Regions from separate parts of the Anas platyrhynchos genome. Here region 2 is linked to region 1. Evidence: chromatin contacts called from public Hi-C data. All regions are on one chromosome and are shown on one strand. Each heading gives the region's core, a stretch centred on a gene start, on an enhancer-like site or on the middle of the called end of the contact. The rest is flanking DNA. Distances are from core to core; before and after follow the strand shown. Region 1 overlaps LPIN3 (lipin 3). Region 2 holds the start of RPN2 (ribophorin II).

Region 1 (4,968 bases), core at 93-2,592:
TTTTGTGCGCTCGCCTCCGCAGCTCGCAGCTGTGCCAGCCCTGCTGGAGCAGGGAGCTGCCTTCGGGGCCGGGGGTGTTGCTTTGGCTCTGGGGCTGATGACCCCAGAAGGACGATTCAGGAGGAAGCTGGAGGCGGGGACGTTTTTTAAATTTTATTTTTGTGGATTTGTCGCTTCTTGAAGAATAAAACCCTGTAGTTGTCAGTTGAGGAATAGAGCTACTCTGACCTAAAGACCACCTGCATCTTAATCCAGGGACTGAACAGAGCCAGGGCTCCTTGCAGGGAACAAAACTCACCACAGGAACTGTGGATTTCAAAGAAAACACGTACTCACACAGCCCCTGGGGAGCTGCACTCCCCTCTTCGAGATGGCAGCCCTCCTTGCATAAGGTAAATCCATTTATCCTGCTCCCTTCTTCACGCAAACGCACATGCCTTCCAGAGCACGTGAGGAGATGCATTAGGAAAACACATGTGGATATGGTACGTGTGTCTGTAGCTCTGAGCAATCCCCTGTCCCAGTGCTCAGCTGAGTGCAGAGCTTGCTCTTGCTGCCCCCTTTCCCTCGCTGTACTTTGAGGAACCACACGGAGCAGCCATCAACTGTCCCAGCAGCATTTGCACGAACCCAGGCGGTCCCTGGGGGCTGCTGTGGTTTGCAGTCCCCCTCCGCTTTGTTTACTTTGCTTTCTGGTTACACCTGGGACTGATGTGAAGGGTTATGGAAAACTTGTGTCTTTCCCAAAGACGTGTGTGCGTGTAGGTCTCAGAAGAGACAAAGCCAGGCTCGGAGCAGTCTCCTGCCTTCCAGCTCTGGTTCTCTCCTGTTTTACTGCTTAAACTGTGAACGTGGTTTCCCCCATCTCATCCCTGGGCAGGCGAGGTGCAGCTGCTCCAGGATGTGAGCATGAGGCCTCACCTGCTCTGCCTGGGTTTCCCCATCCAGGATCCTGCTTCCTCTTTGCAGTCCTCTGAGTCCCAAGAATGCTGAGGATCCAGGAACCCGTGCCACCATCAAGCTCCCAGCAGGGCATCTTGAGACGTCCTCTCCTGAGCTCAGCCCTGGGGAAAGGTTGAGCTGTGCTCCAGGCTCTGAGCAGGGCTGGAGGCGGTACGAAAAACCAAAGCAACTTACCCAGCTTCGCTCTGGCTTCCCACAAAGACTGGAGAATGTTGCTGTGTTCCTGAGCAGTGCCAGCCTTGTCCCATGAATCAGGTGCCCGTACTGCGTGGCTGTCTCACCAAAATCTGCCTTTCCCAGGGAGACCAGCATGGACAGCCTCCCCTGCTCAGCCATCAGGGGCTTTGTTATGAGAAAGGATGAAGAGGAAATTAAAGAGCCTCCTCCTGGCCAGTTCTGGCACTGTTATAGCAGAGGGATATGTTTTTCTACCAGCCCAGCACTGCAGCTGATGGGCATTTCCACACCAGTGCCCACCCCGTGCCAGGAGGTGCCATGGGAGCAGTGAGCACCATGCCCAGGCCTGGGCTGATCAGGACCATACTGAAGCTGGTGAACCACTTCTCCAGCTGAGGAGCAACCTCCAGCTGCTTTTGGGCATCCCCAAAAACCTGCTCTTAAACAGGAGACTGATTCCTTCCCCCGGCACAGGGGAGGGACCTCAAGCCAGCCCTTTGTGATGGTGCAGGGGAACCCTCACCATACCAGCACATCCTGCCCAAGCCCTCTTCCTCCTCCTCCTCACACACCAGGGACAAAAAAAGGGCTGTAGCAACCAAAGAGAAAACTGAACCCAGCCCCAGGCTCACCTCCTTCCAGGGGAGCTGGGCAGTCAGGGTTTGGTTAAAAAGCAGCTGAAGAGGAGCACAGAGGGAGCCAGGACTGGTGATAACAGAACTAGGACAAGGAAGAAGTCTGACCTTCCAGAACATGGTGCTATGTTTGGACTATTCCTGATTAGTCACTTGAAGATACAACTTTTATTTCAGTTCTCAGCTATCCCTGTTTAAAAGCAAAAGGAACTTTGTATAAAATAGGGCATTTTTTTTTTTACTTTGCTTGCAGAGAGGGAAGGAGATACTGCCCACGTGCTCGCTCTTGCCCTGGGCAGCTTTCCGAGGCAGTTGGTAACTGCTGCTGGTAAGAGGCTGTTTTTTTAAAAAAAAACTTGTACATTTGTTCAGATTTAAAAGCTGAAAGACTGTTTGTACTGGAAGAGAAAAAAATAAAGTTCTCGCTGAGGTTTCCAGTATCAAAATGACTTCTGTGGCTTCAGGGAAAGAAGTATAACACCAGGATTCTGTTAAGTTCAAACACTGAGGCTATTTAGAGAGGAAGAGAGGGCAGGCAGCCTAGCAGGAAGTGATTTACACTTGCACAGAGCAGGCAGAGAAGAAGCTAGATGCCAGAGCAGAGACAGGAGCCCAAGGCAGGCAGGAGCACGGCTGAAGTTCATGGAGGCCCTCCCACAGGATAATTCCAGCCAGGATCATGAAGAGACACCAAGTCTGGCTCCCACTCCTATGCATAAGGCTACAGTGATCAAGAGACAGCCTGGAGTTTATGGAAATAATTTATTAGTTATTGCTATTAGTGAAAAAGCACTCAAACATGCCAGCTTCCATCCACCTTTACAAGTTAAGCCACGCAACAGCTTCACTACACGGGCTACCAAGCTGCAGGTAGCAGTAGTTGTGCCAGAGGCTCATCAATAAGTGACCCAGTTCCACCTTTAAGAGACAGGTTTTAGAGATAACGAGCATTAAGACAGGCTCTGTAGGAAGTCCAGTTCAGTAAATGGAGTTTCTGGTGGTCAAAGTGCCCTTTGTCCCATCCTTTCTGCACCCTGAGAAGGGGTGCTCCTAGTGCACACCATGACCTGTTAGTAGCAGGTTTCAGACTCCTATTAGCAGTAAGAGTCCTTTGCAGCAACCACAGAGACGTCTGTAACATCCAGTCCTGGTCCGGGACTCACAGGTGAGAGGTCAGGAGAAGGCCTCCAAGTCCACAGCAGGCAGGGGAGGCCTCCAGTAGGCGAAGTGGCTGTACTCAGGGCACACCAGAGCGATACTCCCCCTCTGCCCCAGGGGAGGGAAGATCAGCTCCACCACCTCCGACAGCCGCTCGTACCTACAGGGGCAAATAACGGCAATAACGGGCAAAACAGCAGGGCTTGAAGCAGTCTTATGAAGACTGCTCCTGCTCTAAACCAGGGGGGTAGGGAAGGAAACAGCTCCCACAGGGTGGGGCCCAGAGGAGAGGGGAACAAGCAGGCCCCTTACGTTGACTTGTGGTTCTGCACGAGCCCCTGGACCAGCTCTCCCTTCGGGTTGACCATAAATATGCGGCTCTCGGGCAGGCCCACGTGCCTGTACGCGTACACATCCTGCCGAGGGGGGACAGCAAGGTGTGAGAGTGGCAGAAAGGAGCCACCACCAGCCCAGCCCCAGTCCCCAGACCCCCACTCACAGTGGCTCTGTTCCCAAAGGCCGCGTAGAAGGGCAGCTTCGTGGCAAACAGGTTTTGGATGTCTGTCAGGCAGGCAATCTTGAACACCTCCGGCTTCTTCTCGATCACCTCCCTGGAGCACAAGGCATGTGCACAGAGGAGAGGTCAGAGCAGCACCCGCAGGGCAGGACTGCGTGCAGCCAGGCCCTTTGGGGGCTCAAAGAAGGGACTGGAAAAGCAGAAGGGTTTCTGTGCATTGCGAGAGCCTCACCACAAAGCTCCAGGAGGACAGGCAGCTCCCCTGCTGCCTCCCATGAGCAGCACCCTACACCAAGGAGGGCACTTGAAGGCTGCAGCAGCACCCAGGGTTGAGATGGGTGTATGGGGGGGGAATGCCACCCCCAGGGGTGCAGCACAAGGAAAGAGAGAACAGGTACCTGTGGAAAGCAGAGAAGAGGCTGCTGGGGGCAAGCAGGATGGGGCCCTTGGGGAGGGCACAGCCTTGCTCGTTGACCCATTTGAGGTAGCCTTTGGTGACGTGTGCCATGCCGATGGCCCTGGCTGAGCAGTAGAGGAACTTGTAGCCATTCCTAAAGAGAGTACAGGGAAACCCTCTGAGCTGTGACCTAGGCACAGCACCCTCCTACCCCAAAGGATGGAGGGGGAGGCTGAGTACCTGCCATGAGCCCACACCCTGCTCACCCTGTCAGCACCCACGGTGCCTTCACAGCTCCCTCACCCAGAGGAGATGCAGGCTGAGACTGACCCCCAGGGCATGGGGAGCCGTGTGCCCCCTGCCCAGCAGCAGGGCCGCCAGCTGCAAGGTGCCTCTGCTGCCTGGTGCCCCACAGTTGCCTCCTGCCCTGCACAGAGCTCAGTCACCCTGGACCAGGCCAGCAGATGACAGCACCTTCACTGCATCCCCCCCCCAGGCTCAGCAAGGTGTGTGGGGAGCTGGTCACAGCCCCCTGCCAAGCCACCAGCTCAGGCAGGGATGGCACCGAGCTCCTGCAGGAGGGGAGATGGTAAGAGACAGCTGAGAGGTGGAGATGAGCTATCTGCAGGCTCACACTGCCTCTTAGTGGCCACAGAGGCCAGGTGGCAGAGACAGAGCTGGGACCCGCTGCCAGCTGAGCTGGGTGCACCAGGGCAGCATCGCACCCCCGGGCAGGTCTGGCCCCTTGGGGGACAGGGCAAGGGACAGCTGGGTGCCTGTAAAGGAGACCAGCACCCATCCAAGGGGCTGGAAGTGCTGGGCACAGCCTTGTGCTGCTGTTGTACGGAGACACAGAGGCACGGGGCTGTGTGTGTGGCCTCCCTGCTATAGTTCTGTCAGGTTTCCTCAACCCCACGGTTGCACCATCAGCTGCACCTCACTGGCAGAACCTCCACTATCATGCATCCCCAGTGCCTGGGGGAATGCCCCATCCCTACTTCAGGCACCCACAGCAGCCTCTAATACATCTTTGCTCTCATGGATTGCAACAAGAGGAGAGGACGGAGACACTTGGACCATGCCATAGTGCTGGTAACAGGGCAGGAGCTCAAGTGTCTGCA
Region 2 (5,618 bases), core at 1,441-3,940, 62 kb before region 1:
TTACGCCAGCACGCTTTCTTCTTTGCTAAGACGAGCAGTAAGGGCACTAAGTGCTTCCTGAGAAGCTAAAGGAAGGCCAAAGCCACTCAGGGCCCCGACAGCATGGAAGATCTGGGTGATCGAGGAGTCCTCACTGACAGCTGCAAGCAGCAGCTCCCTGGTCTCATTTGAGATGGTAACCTGAGGAAGAGCACAAAGAAAACACTGATTCACACCGAAGAACATAGCTTCCTAGTCACTGCTGACTTGTTTCTGGAGCAGCACGCGTGACTGGTGAACCGTAAGCTATAGCTGGGAAAAAGCATTTATCATTCATTACCTTTCAGTTCAATTAAGTCCCTAAGATTTGCTGTCAACTCTCAGATAGTCAGGATAATCCACAATTCAGATTTATCCTGGAAGCCTGCTAGTAATACTACCTGCTTTTCATCTGATACCCACAACTTAGCAAGCATGGACTGTACGTGCATTGTTGCAGTGTTCACTGCCGGGCTTTCAACCACACGGTGTGCTGTCTGTCCAGAGAATGCATGATTGATGCTGCTTTGTGGATTTATTAAAACGCACTGGCTCCATTTTTTCTTAGCCACTGATGTTTCAATCAAGAAAGCACCGAAACATCCAAACCTCTGTCATCTCCCATACCTACAGGCTGGCTCTGCCCCACACAATGCTCTGCATTCACATCGTGACTGAACATGAGGGGTACATGGGGAAGGAAGGGAGTGGAAGGAGACTACCTTCACAACCACGGGTCTTCTGACAATCAGCTCTGTGAAGATCTACTTGTTTGAAGGAAAATACGTGACTGTTCAGAGAATTTATTTGTTGTGCGTAGGCTGAAAGAGCCAGCACCATCACGGAGAAGGACAGAAGATAACTGAACTTGGTGGGTAAAGGGGAAACAGCTGGGGTAGGAAACGATAAGCTGCTGGATACCGTGTGTGAAATATAGCAGAGGATCATTTTAAGAGGGTATTTACTTGTTCTATTTCAATCATTTGGTATCAGGTATGTACAAGAAAACTCTGCTAGATCCCCACATCGTTCAGGACAGAGAGGGGATATCACGTGTCTAAGATGCAGCACAGTAGCATGGTTTTAAACAATTTTTAGACATTATTAGATGTAACAAAAAAGGCTTTTTACAACTGTGCCTAGACCTGTCATTTACTGATGAGATGCTGTTCAAACCAGAAAGTTAACAAAGAAGAGAACTGGAAGTTTCTACTCTTCAAAAAAAAAAATAATCAGAAGGTGGCTGAGGAGCCAGTATTGGATCAGGTACTCAGAGTTGTGGTGAAGAAAATACTTGCTTTATACCTGTTCACTTTGCCTTGTCTGGGAGTACGCCCAGACGCTTTGTAAGCTATTTACCTAAGACACAACAGAATACCACGTACTAAGAGAAAGTAAAATAGAAATTATGCTTATACATGTATCAAGGTAAATGTTGACTTCGCAGCATCTGTCTTCAGAGGTTAGGGCCCCAAACTCACCTCGCAACCAGACAGGACGCGGATGGATTGTGCAGCATAGAACAGGGAGTCGACGCTGCTGGAGTCTACGTGAGATTTGATGAAATTACATGCAGCCTGCAAGGAAAGAGAAGCTAAATTATGCAACAACCTTGACTTTAATGATTGACTTGATTTAAATGATACTCTAAGACAATTTCAGTATAAAAACGCACATCAGCATATATTTAAAAAGGCAAAAGAAATCCAAATAATATTATGATGTAGCAGAACCTACAGCCCCAGACCCTACATTACTAAATGGTGCACAGTAACAAAGACGGTTCCTGTTCAAAGCGATCAGTGATTCTCACACTGACTCTACTGCAACCAGCTCAAATTTGAGTATGACATTCATCAACATCCAAGGCCCACGTGTATATTTCGTAGGCAAAATCTTCCAGAGACAAGAATCTTGCTTCCCAGCTGTACGTCACAAACACACACACACATTTATGGATGCAGAATATCAAAGTGTAAGATAAGCCAGGTAAGCAGCTAAACTATGAAGGTGAGTGATGAGATTACTCACTGACAAGTAGCCAGCGTACTACTGACTGCCTATATGATACGTGCATCATCCACATGTCCTTCTGACCAGAAAATAACCAAGAATTTAACTGCTGGTACATAAATCACTGGTCTTTGCGCATGGGAAGAACAGGCCTTTCAAGTAAGACAGGATTTTAATGCTTTAAACCAAACTTTTAATGCTTTAAACTAACGATATACGTTCAATTGTTATGCCTAGCTGTTATTTTTTATTACCTCTACCTTTTAACCAGCCTCAGCTCAGGCAGGGCAGGGCAGGGCAGGGCAGGGCAGGGCAGCGCTGCCCGGCAGCAGCCTCCCCACGTCCCCACAGCCCCGAGGCGCCCCCTCCTTGCCCCGCCGCGCTTCGTGCCTCGCCCCCCGGCCCCCGCCCCCCGCTCACCTTCTCGTCCTCCAGCCGCAGCCCCAGGCTGCTCAGCCCCACCACGGTGTGGTAGGCGGCCCGCACATCGCCGAAGGGCCGCTCCAGCGCGGCGCGCAGCCGGGCCAGGTCTCGGGCCGTGAGGCGGTGGCTGGGGGCCAGGCCGCGGGCGGCGCCGAGCAGCAGCAGCAGCAGCAGCAGGGCCCGCGCCCCGCACGGCGCCGCCATCTTGTGGCCCTCCTCCGGCGCCGCCGCGCCGCTTCCGGCTCGGAGCGTACCACCCATGCTGATCGCGGGGGGGGAGGGAGGATGGGGATTGCTGCCGCGGAGCTCTGCCTGCATCAGAGAGAGCGAACGGGGACGCTGTGGGGGTGGAAAAGGGAGCGGAGACGGCCGGGGTGGGTGGGGGGTGGGAGGCGGAGAGGGGGAGGGGAGGAAATGGTATAGGCAGAGGTGCCCCCCCCTGCGGAGCGCAGTGGTACGGGCCGCCTGGCGGCCGGCGGGGATGTGGGCCCCGCTGATTGGCCGAGCCGCCCGCGGCCCCTGCACCGCCACGGCGCCTTAAAGGGGACGCGGCGGCAAAGCCACACGACATGTCGTGATATGTCGCGACATGCCGCGTCGCGCCGTGCCACCCGAGGCCCTGCCTTTATAAGGAGGGGCTTGTAAAAAAAAAAAAAAGACGAAGTGCCCCTTTTCCCAACCACACGATGACAGGATGGGGGGGGGGGGGGGTATTTTAAGCTAAAAAAGGGGAGATTTGGGTCAGAGGCGAGGAGCAAATCCCCCAGGCGGGCTGCCCGGAGGGGTGCTGAGGCCGGGGCCGGGCTGCCCTCCTGCTGGGCCCGGGATTTGGGGCCGGGGCTGGGCCGCCTCCTGCAGAGGGCACTGGGGGGTCGTGCTGGGAGCCCCCCGGGAGCCCCCGGGCACCGCAGGGGGGTCCCTGGGGGTGGGGTCCCCTGGGGGTGGGGTCCCTCCCAAGCACCCCATAACGCCCCGTGGTGCCTCCACAGCTTCACGGGGAGAGATATAAGGAGAACCGTGCTGCCTCGCGGTGTCTGATTCTTCGATATTTTGGCCCAGAAAGGCCTTGTGTTCTGCACAAAACCCTGGGTTTGCGTCACCTCACAGCTTGCACTCGACAAGCGACACGTTTCGGCCAGCTGCGGTGCCGCTCCCCATCCCGCTGCCCTTCCTGGGCAGGTTTTGTCCAGGATCGGGGCGAAGCCAAGCAGAAGGACTTAAAATTCCCCAAGAAATGGCGTTTGTCTCCTGGTCAAGCCCAATGTGGGCTCGAGTCCACATCGGATGCTCACAAAATCCCCGTGGGGGCTGAAAACCCAGGGGTTGAAATCCCCAGGGGGCCGAAACCCCCCTGTGCACCTGCCCGGCCTGAAGGGGAGGCTGGAGACCCGCAGCTGAGCTCCTCTGCTGTGGCTGCTGGAAGGGGAAATATTTTATGGGATGGGAGAGGAGCTAAAGGCCACTGGTGCAATTAAGCGCCTTAAATGTGGATTTGATTTCGATGTAATGGGATGGTTATTGCATATAAAAGAAGTGCCAGATGGTTGTTAAAACCACATTTACTGAGTTCTAACAGCATCTGACCCGTGTCCCTTCAAGAGCTGCAATCCCCCGTTACAAAACCAGTCGCGAGCCCTCGCCCCAGGCAGATCCTTACTGGGACCAGCCTGGTCCATACTGGCCAGTGCCCGGGGAGGGGGTTCCACAGTTGTGCTTTTCTGATGGTGACGCAGGCGGAGAAATGGGGAGGTGTGGAACAAACCTGAACGTTTGGCGCTGCCAGGATCCCCTCCTGGGGCTTGGGTGGGCAAGGGGCTGAGCGTGGCCCCGCACGGAGCCTCCTCTGCAGCTCTGCTGGGGGCGACGTGGTTTGGGGGAGGGAGGAGAGGGGGTGGAGGGCAGAAGAGCTCAGAGGATGCAGGGTGGGGGATGAAGATGGAGGACAGAGGGTGGGTAATGGAGAGCTGTGGGTAAACAAGGGAGGATGGAGCAGGGAGGATGGAGGATGGAGGAGGGCCCTGGGACAAGCTGGTGGGATGGCTTCTGCTTCTCCCCCTGTGGGATCCTCGCTTAAACACGTGCAGGTGCAAGCAGGGAAGGTACGGGGTGAATTTATGGGGGGAATTTACGGAAAGGACCGTGAGCCTCATGCCCCAGCTGCCTCCCCACACCTGCTGCATGAGGATTCACAGGACCTGGGCAGCTCAGTCCCTGCCATGGCCCTGAGGCAGCAGTGCTGGGATGGATCTGACCCCCGGGCCTTCAAGAGGAGCCTGCAACAAGCACAGCAGCGAGCCCCCAGACCTGCAGGCTACGGTGCAGCACTCCTCCATGCCGCTCTGCCCCGCAGCCACCCTGCCTTCTTTGGTAAAGACTCCAACAATTCCCTTTTTAGGGTCAATATCACCAGCCTGGGAAGGAGCACTCCCCGCTCCCCCAGCCCACTCCCTGCTGCTGCCGTGGTCCCTCCGAACCCGCTGCCAAGCAGCCCCTGAGCCTGTGCTGTGCTTCTGGGGCTAAAGCATGTTCCCAGGCTGCATGCAAACGGCTTTTCGGGACAGCCCTTCCCTGCACCGTCAGCCCCTGGCCCCAGCAGTGCAGGGACCCCTCCTGGCGCAGCCCCTCGGGGAGCCCGTGCTGCTCAAGCTGCTTTCCCAGGAGCTCACCTCGCCCCGGCTGGCACGAAGGTATTGCGGTGCTGGCTGGGCTCTGCTTGCCTTATTCATACTCCTGGAAAGCTCTCCCTGATGAATCCCAGCTGGGAGGCCTTTTAAAATCTCATTGAATTCTTTATATGCATTTTCTGCAGAGCTGTTGGTGCCTGCACCAGAACCCAACCTTTCTTCTTGGGCATCACCCCTGCGTGTCCCACCACTGCGGGGGCTCTCCCAGTTATCCAGTCCCTCCAGTGGCAGCACCTCCAGCACCCCCCCAGCAGCAGTGATGTGCCGGGTCCTGCCCCCACCACGAGCAGCAGCGTGGGTCACCCCCGTGGGGACAGCGGGGGAGCTGGGCACGGGACGGGTGCCATGCGGCGGCTGCACCAGCTGGGTTGCGTTTGCACCGCTCCCGTCACACGTCGGAGCTCTCCCTTTTCCTTGGGATGATGTCAGAGCCGTGCTGCTCCGCCAGATCCCCCTGCAGCGAGCAGGGAAATGGGCTGG

What was found. Hi-C and Micro-C count contacts between places; a contact is called where the count stands out from the background.
Region 2: a contact with region 1 is called in a Hi-C map of skeletal muscle, with 1.9 times the contacts expected there. The contact joins the promoter of RPN2 here to the enhancer-like site in region 1. A contact is called at or near these places in 2 of 8 Hi-C or Micro-C datasets (skeletal muscle and subcutaneous adipose tissue).

What each region holds. Positions count from the first base shown.
Region 1 is chr21:8,516,140-8,521,107 of IASCAAS_PekinDuck_T2T, reverse strand. It overlaps LPIN3 (lipin 3), which reads right to left. Exons shown (of 20, transcript XM_072026582.1): 17 at 3,849-4,001; 18 at 3,433-3,544; 19 at 3,246-3,349; 20 at 2,519-3,093. The coding sequence ends at 2,949. It overlaps EMILIN3 (elastin microfibril interfacer 3), which reads left to right. Exons shown (of 4, transcript XM_038166403.2): 4 at 1-1,313. Among named protein-coding and RNA genes, the nearest start is that of EMILIN3, 8.7 kb to the left of the region's middle. Within about 2 kb of position 1,342, at least 4 of the 8 cell types and tissues checked have an H3K27ac peak or open chromatin away from gene starts, as enhancers often do.
Region 2 is chr21:8,578,784-8,584,401 of IASCAAS_PekinDuck_T2T, reverse strand. RPN2 (ribophorin II) reads right to left here and starts at 2,690. Exons shown (of 17, transcript XM_027442980.3): 1 at 2,452-2,690; 2 at 1,500-1,595; 3 at 5-180. The coding sequence starts at 2,658.